Regions from separate parts of the Gossypium hirsutum genome. Here region 1 is linked to region 2. Evidence: chromatin contacts called from public Hi-C data. All regions are on one chromosome and are shown on one strand. The core of a region is the stretch at or near the end of the contact, and the rest is flanking DNA. Distances in the headings are between cores, read along the strand shown.

The links. Hi-C and Micro-C count contacts between places; a contact is called where the count stands out from the background.
Region 1: a contact with region 2 is called in a Hi-C map of leaf, with 1.7 times the contacts expected there. The contact joins the promoter of LOC107887513 here to the promoter of LOC107963843 in region 2. A contact is called at or near these places in 6 of 34 Hi-C or Micro-C datasets (anther, hypocotyl, leaf and 1 more).

Annotation. Positions count from the first base shown.
Region 1 is chrA03:5,363,952-5,368,574 of Gossypium_hirsutum_v2.1, reverse strand. It overlaps LOC107887513 (RING-H2 finger protein ATL63), which reads left to right and starts at 1,770. Exons shown (of 1, transcript XM_016811774.2): 1 at 1,770-2,816. The coding sequence starts at 1,919. The coding sequence ends at 2,668. LOC121224076 (a long non-coding RNA gene) reads right to left here. Exons shown (of 2, transcript XR_005921522.1): 2 at 4,362-4,623.
Region 2 is chrA03:5,230,944-5,235,511 of Gossypium_hirsutum_v2.1, reverse strand. It overlaps LOC107963843 (probable phytol kinase 3, chloroplastic), which reads right to left and starts at 3,193. Exons shown (of 6, transcript XM_016900338.2): 1 at 2,471-3,193; 2 at 1,834-1,901; 3 at 1,211-1,342; 4 at 857-972; 5 at 133-247; 6 at 1-31. The coding sequence starts at 2,584.

The DNA of each region.
Region 1 (4,623 bases), core at 521-3,020, 130 kb before region 2:
AATCCTATAAACCGATTGCCTCACCTAAGCTGCCGTCGCCTTCACGAGCCCTTCATTTCATAACCCTTTTTTCTCACCAATGCACCGCTCTCATCTCATTTGCTCCTTGGATTATGGGATTCTCCTTTGACTTAATTACACCATCAATATTATCATATACGTATATAGGTTAGATTGTGGTTTTAGTCCTTCTACTATGGTCAAATTTTAGATTTAGTTAATATACTCTATTTTGACATTATTTGGTCCCTTTATTTTTTTTAATGTCATTAGTTAATGAAAATAATTAATGTCATCAATTATTAGTAGCTGATCTTGGCATCAAGTTTTAGGAGGGAGCTAACTTAAATTTTAAAATTTTTGAGGAATTTAATGAAAATTATCAAAAAATTTGGAGGGGCTTGATTAAAAAAATTGAAGTATCTAATGAAAATTTTCAAAATCTTTTTGGAGGCCAAGGCCCTTGGCTCTAGTGATCATCCATCCTTGTTAAGTATTCCGATTAAATTTCTAACATGGAATTTCCTTAAAAAAAGTTCTTCCAACACAAAAAAGGAAAATTTATGTCAACATGACAAATTGGAAGAAATTTTTTTAAGAAAAACCAAACATTTTTTTTCTCAAGATATCCACTGGAGCAAACCCAATGATTAATCCTCCGTGTTCTGTAGGCCCGTTAAAGGATAAATGCTGATCACAAATTTTAAAGCTGTTTTATATTCAATACGAGGATCAAATCCTCGACTACTAGTTAAAGTAAGAGAAACTCTTGCCATATCACATAATCTCGTGATTAAAATCTATACAGAAAAGTTAATAATATTAACAATTTGAATTTAACTAAAGACATTGACATCAAAAGTAAATGACTAAATTATGAGAAATTAAAATTTAGGGACCAAAACTAAAGGTGTACCTACATATTAAGAAAGGAGAGAGAGAGAGAGAGAGGTAGTGTTGTTGACTAACACACGCAAATGCTTAAAAAGGAAGAATCCCCAAAACCCAACAAACAACTTGACTTTCACGGAAACATTTCTTAATAGTACTATTTTATATTTATAGAAGATTCCAATTCCATTCATTTCATATTCTTCTTCTTCTTCACTTATTAATCATCATTTAATATTTTATCACAAGTAATTATTCGGTGCACTCTTAAGTATTATTATATCAGTGTTATTAAAATCGTGTTGGTCGAATCGGGTGGATTAAAAATCTATCAATGCATCAATTTAGATATAAAAGTTGAACTGATTTATAAGTAAATCTTTCGGGAGAAGTGAAAGTTCAAAAACTAGGACAATGTTAATAGTTGAATCGGTTGAATTAGCTTTTAAAAGATATTTCTATTAGTTTTTTTATAAATTTTTAATTATTTTTAAAGCGACAATCAACCTGTTTGATTCGAGAACTGATGATTTAACTGGTTCAACTGATTATTAAGACAATACATTATACTCTTAAGTAGGGAATTCATGTTTAAATTCCGAAAAAGATTAAAGATGACAATGAAAAGACATAGTCTTTTTACGGGATTTGACCCCAATCCGATATACCCTTCATATAACATCCATTTCAAACTAGACTAAAAATATTAAACTTATACCCAATTTTAACTTAATATGCCTTTTTATCAAAATAAAATAATAATTTTAAATTATTATTTTAACTGTTAATTAAATGTTAATATAAATTTTATTATTATATATTTTAAATTAATATTATATAAAAAATGAAAAAAATAACTACAAACCTCGAAAATATTAACCTAAATAAATCATAAAACAGAGATTAAGGATTACATGAGGTCCAAATAGATGATATATATAAAGGCATTTCCATCCCCATCACTCAAATAATTCCAAACCCCATCTGCATATTTGCAGCTCACTAATCTTCAAAAAAGAAAAAAAAAATGTCAGCTACCATTGAGTCAGAACAGCAAACCCCAAACCCACCATTATCAAATCTCGTGAGCACCATTTCCTCCTACGATGGCAACGTGCTGCTGGCTGCCATCATCTCATTGCTTCTCGTCATCCTCTTCGTCCTCCTCCTCCATCTCTACGCCAAGTGGTTCTTGGCTCATGCTCGCCAAAGAAGCCGATCTTCCTCCACTCTTTCTCACGTCTTCCCCCACGACCGCTTCCGCCATTTCCACGCCTTCTCCTTTGACAACAACGCCTCCGCCTCCTCCCCATCCAAGGGTCTCGATCCTTCCCTCATTTCCTCCATCCCCTTGTTCGTTTTCAAACTAGATGAACACAGCAACAACAACAAGAAGCATGGGTTACACAACTTAGACTGTGTCGTGTGTTTAAGTCCGTTCGAGGATAACGATGTTGGAAGGAACTTGCCCAAGTGCGGCCATGGTTTCCACCTCGAATGCATTGATATGTGGCTCCACTCTCACTCCAATTGCCCCATTTGCAGAGCGCCTGTGTTGTTGACCAATGATGCTGAATCTCAAGTCAGTTCATCGGAGACTGTGGGGGAATCATTAGATTCTGGTCGTCATCATCAAATTGCGGCACCCATTGACGATGACGATGACGATCTTTCAGCTTCGTCTTCCATTGGTTGTTCTTTGAAGACAATGTTGAGTAGGAACAGATCAGAGAGGAAAGTTTTTCCCACATCAAACGGCGGTGATCTTCAAGTTTGAGGCTGATGAACAGAGTGATTTACTTGCTCTCTTTTTCTTTTTTCATGTTCATAAATTACATCACTTTTTTGTGTATAGATGTCGGAAAACTTGTTTATCATCTTTCTCCTACATTGAGCCACATAATTTTAATCTTGTTTTCCATTCATCCGAAAATCCATTCAATCCAAACCCTTAAACTCCTAAAATTCAATGATTCAAACCCAATGAATCGAAAATGAGGTGATGAGAACTTGAAAAGAAGGAGATTGAGATGGAGCATGGTGGCCGCATATGGTTGTCGCAAAAGCAATAGTATAATAAACCCAGGACCATAAAAAAAAAAAAAAGATTGTCTGAAATGCAAAAGAGGACAAAAGTCTTTCCTTGTTTTGTGGTCAATGTTAATTAATCAATCATGTGATGTGAGGGACATGAATGGTCAAACAACTGCTGCACATATATTTATTAGATAATCCAAATCCTTGGTCGGATTTTTGGACCATTTGCTTCTACTCAGGCCCATTCATTTCACTTCATTGTCCTATGCTGCTTTTCTCTGTTCTTTTTATTAATATAACTCGTAGTCCCTCAATTTCCGAATTAACTCCATTTTCATACCTTCACATTTTTGTGTAAGGACTAAATTGAACCCATTCGATAATTGTTGATCATAATGGCTTTCGATTAAATCTAAAAGATGAAAGCCATATATAGCAAACCTGCAGAATCCATGCATAAAACGTTTAACTCATGCCAATGGATTGAATAATTGTTACCATTTGCTCAATTTTGGCATCTGCTTCAGTGTCTAATTTGTTGCAGCAGACAACAGTGCACCATCTGTGACTGAAGGACAAACATGAGTCAGAATCACTGTTAAAATTATTTTTGCTTTGCTGTTCTTTTTCTTGGGCAGAATAGGGGTAAAATAATTCCCAACTCCTCAGCTTCCCATCCAATCTGAATTTATAAGGACAAATTCTTGAAATAACCCCTAACTTGATGGGTTATCTTTTTATTTTTATTTTGAAAATAACATGATGGGTTTAGAAATTTTATCACACGTACGCACGTGGAAACTAAAAATATAGAATATAAATATGAGTTTAAAAATAATATATAATAAATGATGAAATGTATGACATATAACTAATTAATTGAATGATAAATTAAAAGTTTTATTAATGTAATTGGTTTGAGTTCAAGTCCTACCATATGCATATTTCTATTGTTTTTTTTAAATTAAAAATACTAAATTACCCTCAAATAATATACTTTACTTTAATTAAGGACATTTCCGTAATTTTTCTAGCCAAGTTGATGATCTGGTTGAGGTTAATATCAACTCAATCAGAAACTTAAATAATAATATATATTTTCTACATTTTTCAATTAGATTTTTTTTTGAATTTTTATAAGTTTTTATAACTTTTTTACTAACTTTTATATATTTTAATTTTTTATAAGATTTTATAATATTATTTTTATAATATTATAAAAATCAATATAATATAATATAATATGTTTTAATTAAATTATATTTAATTATTTCTTAAAATTTTTAATAGATTTTGTAACATTTTGTTAATAAAATGGTTAAGAAATTAAAACATAATATATACATTTAATTTTAAAAATACAGTAATTGATATTAGACTGAATTTAATAAACAATATTTCAAAATATAAATATTATAATAGTAGATTGTGTGGATTTTAATTTTTATATATAGTTTCTAATTTAATTTTAATTATTAATCTGTTAATGTAGATTGTAAGACCTAATTTTAGCTCGGGCCCATATACATACAATCGACAAAAGACAACAGTCCAAACCTAAACTACAGAAGGCCCAATTCATAAAAATAAAGACTTGGGTCCAAAAAAATAAAGGCCTGATAGGCCCAAAGTTTTGGGGTTTTTGGGAAACCCTATGTCTCCATGCGCCGCACAAATGCAACCACCACGCTCTCC
Region 2 (4,568 bases), core at 1,944-4,443:
ATAACCGAAGTAAGAAAAGTAATACATGTACCTGTTACAAATATTGCTTGGCATTAATGCTGCTACATCATGTTGATGCTTAACATGGAACCAAAAAAACTGGGGACAAGAGAATATCAAGACAACACTTACCCAACAGAGGACAAAAAACCAGCTGTTGCCATTGCAACACTACCAGCTACGGACTTGTTCCTATTGTAAGGAAGTTTCTTTCTACCTAATCGCCTTCCCACAACATCGGCCAAACCTAAAACAGATAAAGTAAGGTCTTCAAAATATGATCCAAATTCCAAAATTGGCCTCTGAATTTCAAAATGTGCTACATGAGTCCTCAAAATATTAGTATCATATCAATCAAATCTTTCCTTCAGCCTAAAGGCAGCTTGCATCTGACATGAAATATATTTAAAACACGTGGATCAAATTTTTAGCATGTGTGTACCTACTGCATAAGCAACTTAGATCTAACAAGTAAAGAAAAAGGACAATATCATTAAAATTTTGGAGAGCTAATTTGTTTTGCCCATCAAGTCCAAGCTATCAATGTGATAGGTACAAACTTGTTTAAAATTTGATTCACAAGTTTTAAATATGCTCTATGTTAGATCTTAACTAAACTTTAACACTCAAACTGATGGCCAGATTGACAGAAGGAAGACCCAATTAATATGATACTAATATTTTGAGGATTCAATTAGAATCTGGATCATAATTAAAGGATGTTCAGTGTTATTAACAGTAACGGTAAAGAAGGTAAAGTATGTAATTCTCAAGCATTTTTATTAAGTACCACAATTATTCAAAATAGACAAGGCTAGAAGATAGGGGAAAAGCAAATGAATTAGTCAGCCGTTACCATCTCCAGCACAAAGGTTGCATAAGGCAGCAATTCCAATAGGTGAAGTCCTCCAATAGACCACACAAGCCAAAGTAACCGTTATAGCATAATAGAGTGGTCCTTTGAGAAGTTCCCTGATGTAGGAAGTAACGTTAAGGACAAGTAGAAGAAACTCCTAAAAAGGAAAAAGATAAAACAATAATCGGTCGAACAAAGACCCAATACCGTTTTCATATCACTTGATCAAATAACAAACAACTTTCAAGAAAAACGTCACATAAACAATTTGATGGATCTAATTTGGCTGCTAGCAAGTAAAAACATTCAGGGTATTGTAACATAGACATTAAGTTTCCGTATTCAATCTATAACCTGTAGTTTCCATATCTGCTCATTGACTTCACAGTGGCTTCATCTTTCCAAATTCCAGAACCGATAAGAAGCATTCGTATAATATTGACACCAGGAGTTATAGCTGCTAAAATTGCTCCGCGATACCCTGCACTGTATGATAAAAGTATCAGCTATTCTGCCAGGGAATACTGTTGTATACAATATATATGTGTGTGTGAGTAGTATTTTCAAATAAAACAATGTACAATATTTTCAATAGAAGAGTAACCAAGATTTCACCTTCATTTTTTCATCATAAATGAGTCAATTTCCCATTATTTTCTCAAGCTCTTTAGGTGTTTCTTCAAAGGAGGAAGCACTATCAAGGAGCTTCTAACTATAATCATTTGGTAACATTTCTACTCCGGTGTCAAGAGGATTAATTATCCTTTCCATATTTTCTTTCTCACTTTAAGTTATCGGTATTTACTAAGAATTCAAGGACAATTCAGAGTGCAGCGTACAAATTGTTCTGTTCGAGGAAAAAATTGTACTCCAGGAATAACGTTTCTCGATTGTCCATCATACGAATTATCTGTGTTCTTTTTTTGCTATACATGACAAACAATATAAAGCCTGAATTTTGGTAAGGAGGAGACTACCTGAATAATGGCCAGCAAAGCATGAAAACTAGCCCTATACTTATATGCACAAGCTTCCTATTCAGTTTCTGAAACAACAGAACAAACAAGTTATGAAACTTATACAAATGAACACCTAAAATTCCAATCAATCCTAACAAATAATAAATTCACATATCTACCCTTTTTTTTTTTAAATTCACGTCAATATTATAAAATTAAAGAAACCAAATTATACTAAATTAAAATCAAATGATAACAGGGGGACTAAAACCATAATCAGACCGTAATAAAAATCAATCTTTCTTGCCTGAAATGATGAAAATATCCAGAGTCAAACACATTTCTATCCAGTAGGAAATGAGAAAAGTAACTAATTAGAAGGATAATTCAAACAAATCCAAAATCCAAAGATTCAAAGATAACTGAATTTGATCACAATTGTCTCCACAAATTAGAATTTAAAATCAATGATTTCTTATATCAAACAAAGTTTAAGACCCGTTGACCGTGCAATCTATATAATCAAAGAAAAGGAAAGGGAAAAAAAAGGCCAAGTAATGATGGCGATAACACTGAGTTTGGGTGAATCGAACCAAAGGCCAAAATCTCTACTTAGATGCAACCTATACCGATAAAAGCGAAGTGGATAACTGACCTGATCTACGCCGCATTTGGCGGTTACTTGCCAGAGTAAGAGAAACGCGAATATAACGCCGCAGCAAACCACGGCGGCGAACAAGTCGGACACCAGAGAGTTTTCATATAACATTTTCCCAACCGCCACGAATAAAATTGTTCATGAGTTTTTTTTTAAAAAAAATTGCACATATTTTTGAAAAACATGATTATTCTATTTTAAAAAAAATTCCCACCTTGAAAAATTGCTAAATGGATATGCATAAATACTAAAATAATAAATATCTAGTAAACTGCCAAACATTTGGTCTACTAAGGTGAACTGAGGTATTCGAGTCAGCATTTGGAAATAGAAAACGAAATGTTTCGCTTCAGTACCGTGACGGAGATGATGAAAAGAGGTTGGCGGGGTTTTGACCTGATCAAATAGAGCGGTGATTGTCGGCTGTCTCCTCCCTGACACGGAGGACGGAGGGAACGGTGGCATGAACAAACCTATCTACCTCATGAAATCAATTGATTAAGGTAGATTTATTTGAAGCTTTGATAGTTAATATAAATTATAGTTAATGTAAATCCTAATCCATAAGATTATATAAAATTTAAATCTTTGCACTAATACCAACTGATGATATAATTTAATTTGTACTGTTCGATCGGGGAAAGCTCATCTATAAATAGAAACATTTCCCCTCACTTGTAATCAATTCATTGCTTGTACTCCATTCAAAGTAAGAGAATACTTTTGAAAGCATTAACTCAATGTGTTATTGTTTTCTTGTGGGTTACTTTGTTCGATTCAAGCCTTTTGTCTTTTTGAGTTGTTTTCGTGTTATTTTAATGCATTAGAGAAATTTCTTTGTGAATTCTCATTTCTGAGAGTTAGGTTGACTTAGATAGATTTGAAACAAAGAAATAGCCTAAGTCCACACGGTTTGTTGGACTAAAGTTCTAGCCTCGTGATAATTGGTATCTGAGCCAATGTTCAAAGGCACTAGTTGAGATGATGAAAGGAGCAGGCGAACAAAATGTCCCGATGGAAACCCATGGGAAGATTAGGAAAAATAGTAGATCGAAGGGTAAGCTGTCGAGTTTGGAAGGTCGGGTGACCATTCTCAAGGGATCCATGGATGGTGTGAAGGAAACACCCAAGGTAGTTAAGGGACACATTGATGAGTTGGACTCAATGAGGGAGCAGCTCAGGGACTATGTAGCGGAGGCTATCAGTTCCTATCGGGATGCGATGAAAGAAGCCCTCAATGCCGTTATGGATGATCATGGGATGCTGGTTTCGATTCCTAAGTAGCATAATATGGATGTCCCCAATATGAAAGAGTTCAAGAGGATAAAGTCCCAATATGAAAGAGTTCAAGAGGACAAGGTCCACAAGGTATGTGGACAATTTTCTCTAGGGGGATGGAACAATTTTCTCTTATGGTGGTGTCGTAGGTTCAAAGATGAGAAACGAGGTAGGATCGTGATTGGAACTTGAGAGGAGTTCCAAAAGGTATTCAAAAAGCAATTTTACCCACAATATACCAAGGAGGAGACTCAAGCTAAGTTGCGTCAGCTTACACAACAAGGCAATGTTCAGGAGTATGTCAAAGATTTCAGGGAATTGATGCTTCAAATCTCTAACCTGAGTGAGAAAGAAGCATTTTACTGGTTTAAGGATGGGTTGAAGTCATTAGCAAAACAAGAGTTATGCTGATAAGGAATCATTGAACTTACCATAACCATGGTTGAGGCGAAGTCTTTTCTCAAGCTTGGTCCAAGGAAAGACAAGTTCGAATCTTTCAAGCCCAAAGAGATGAGCAATGGTGGGAGAGACCATAAAGAATAAGGGCAATTTAAAAATGAAAACAATGGCAATGGTAAGAATGGTGTGTTGGAAAAAATCTAGTTTAAAAATGATTTTCTATCACGATGGAAAATTAAAATTTTGAAAATTGAGATAGTTTATAATATTTATGGCAATAAACTTTTTCCCAAGAAATACCTATGTTTTGTGAGAGACAAATCCTAGACATTCCTAGCTTTCAACAAAAGAACATTTTCCGCTATTCTCGTACCAAGAATCACTTTGAATGTGGGCTCGAACAACCATGAATCAAACA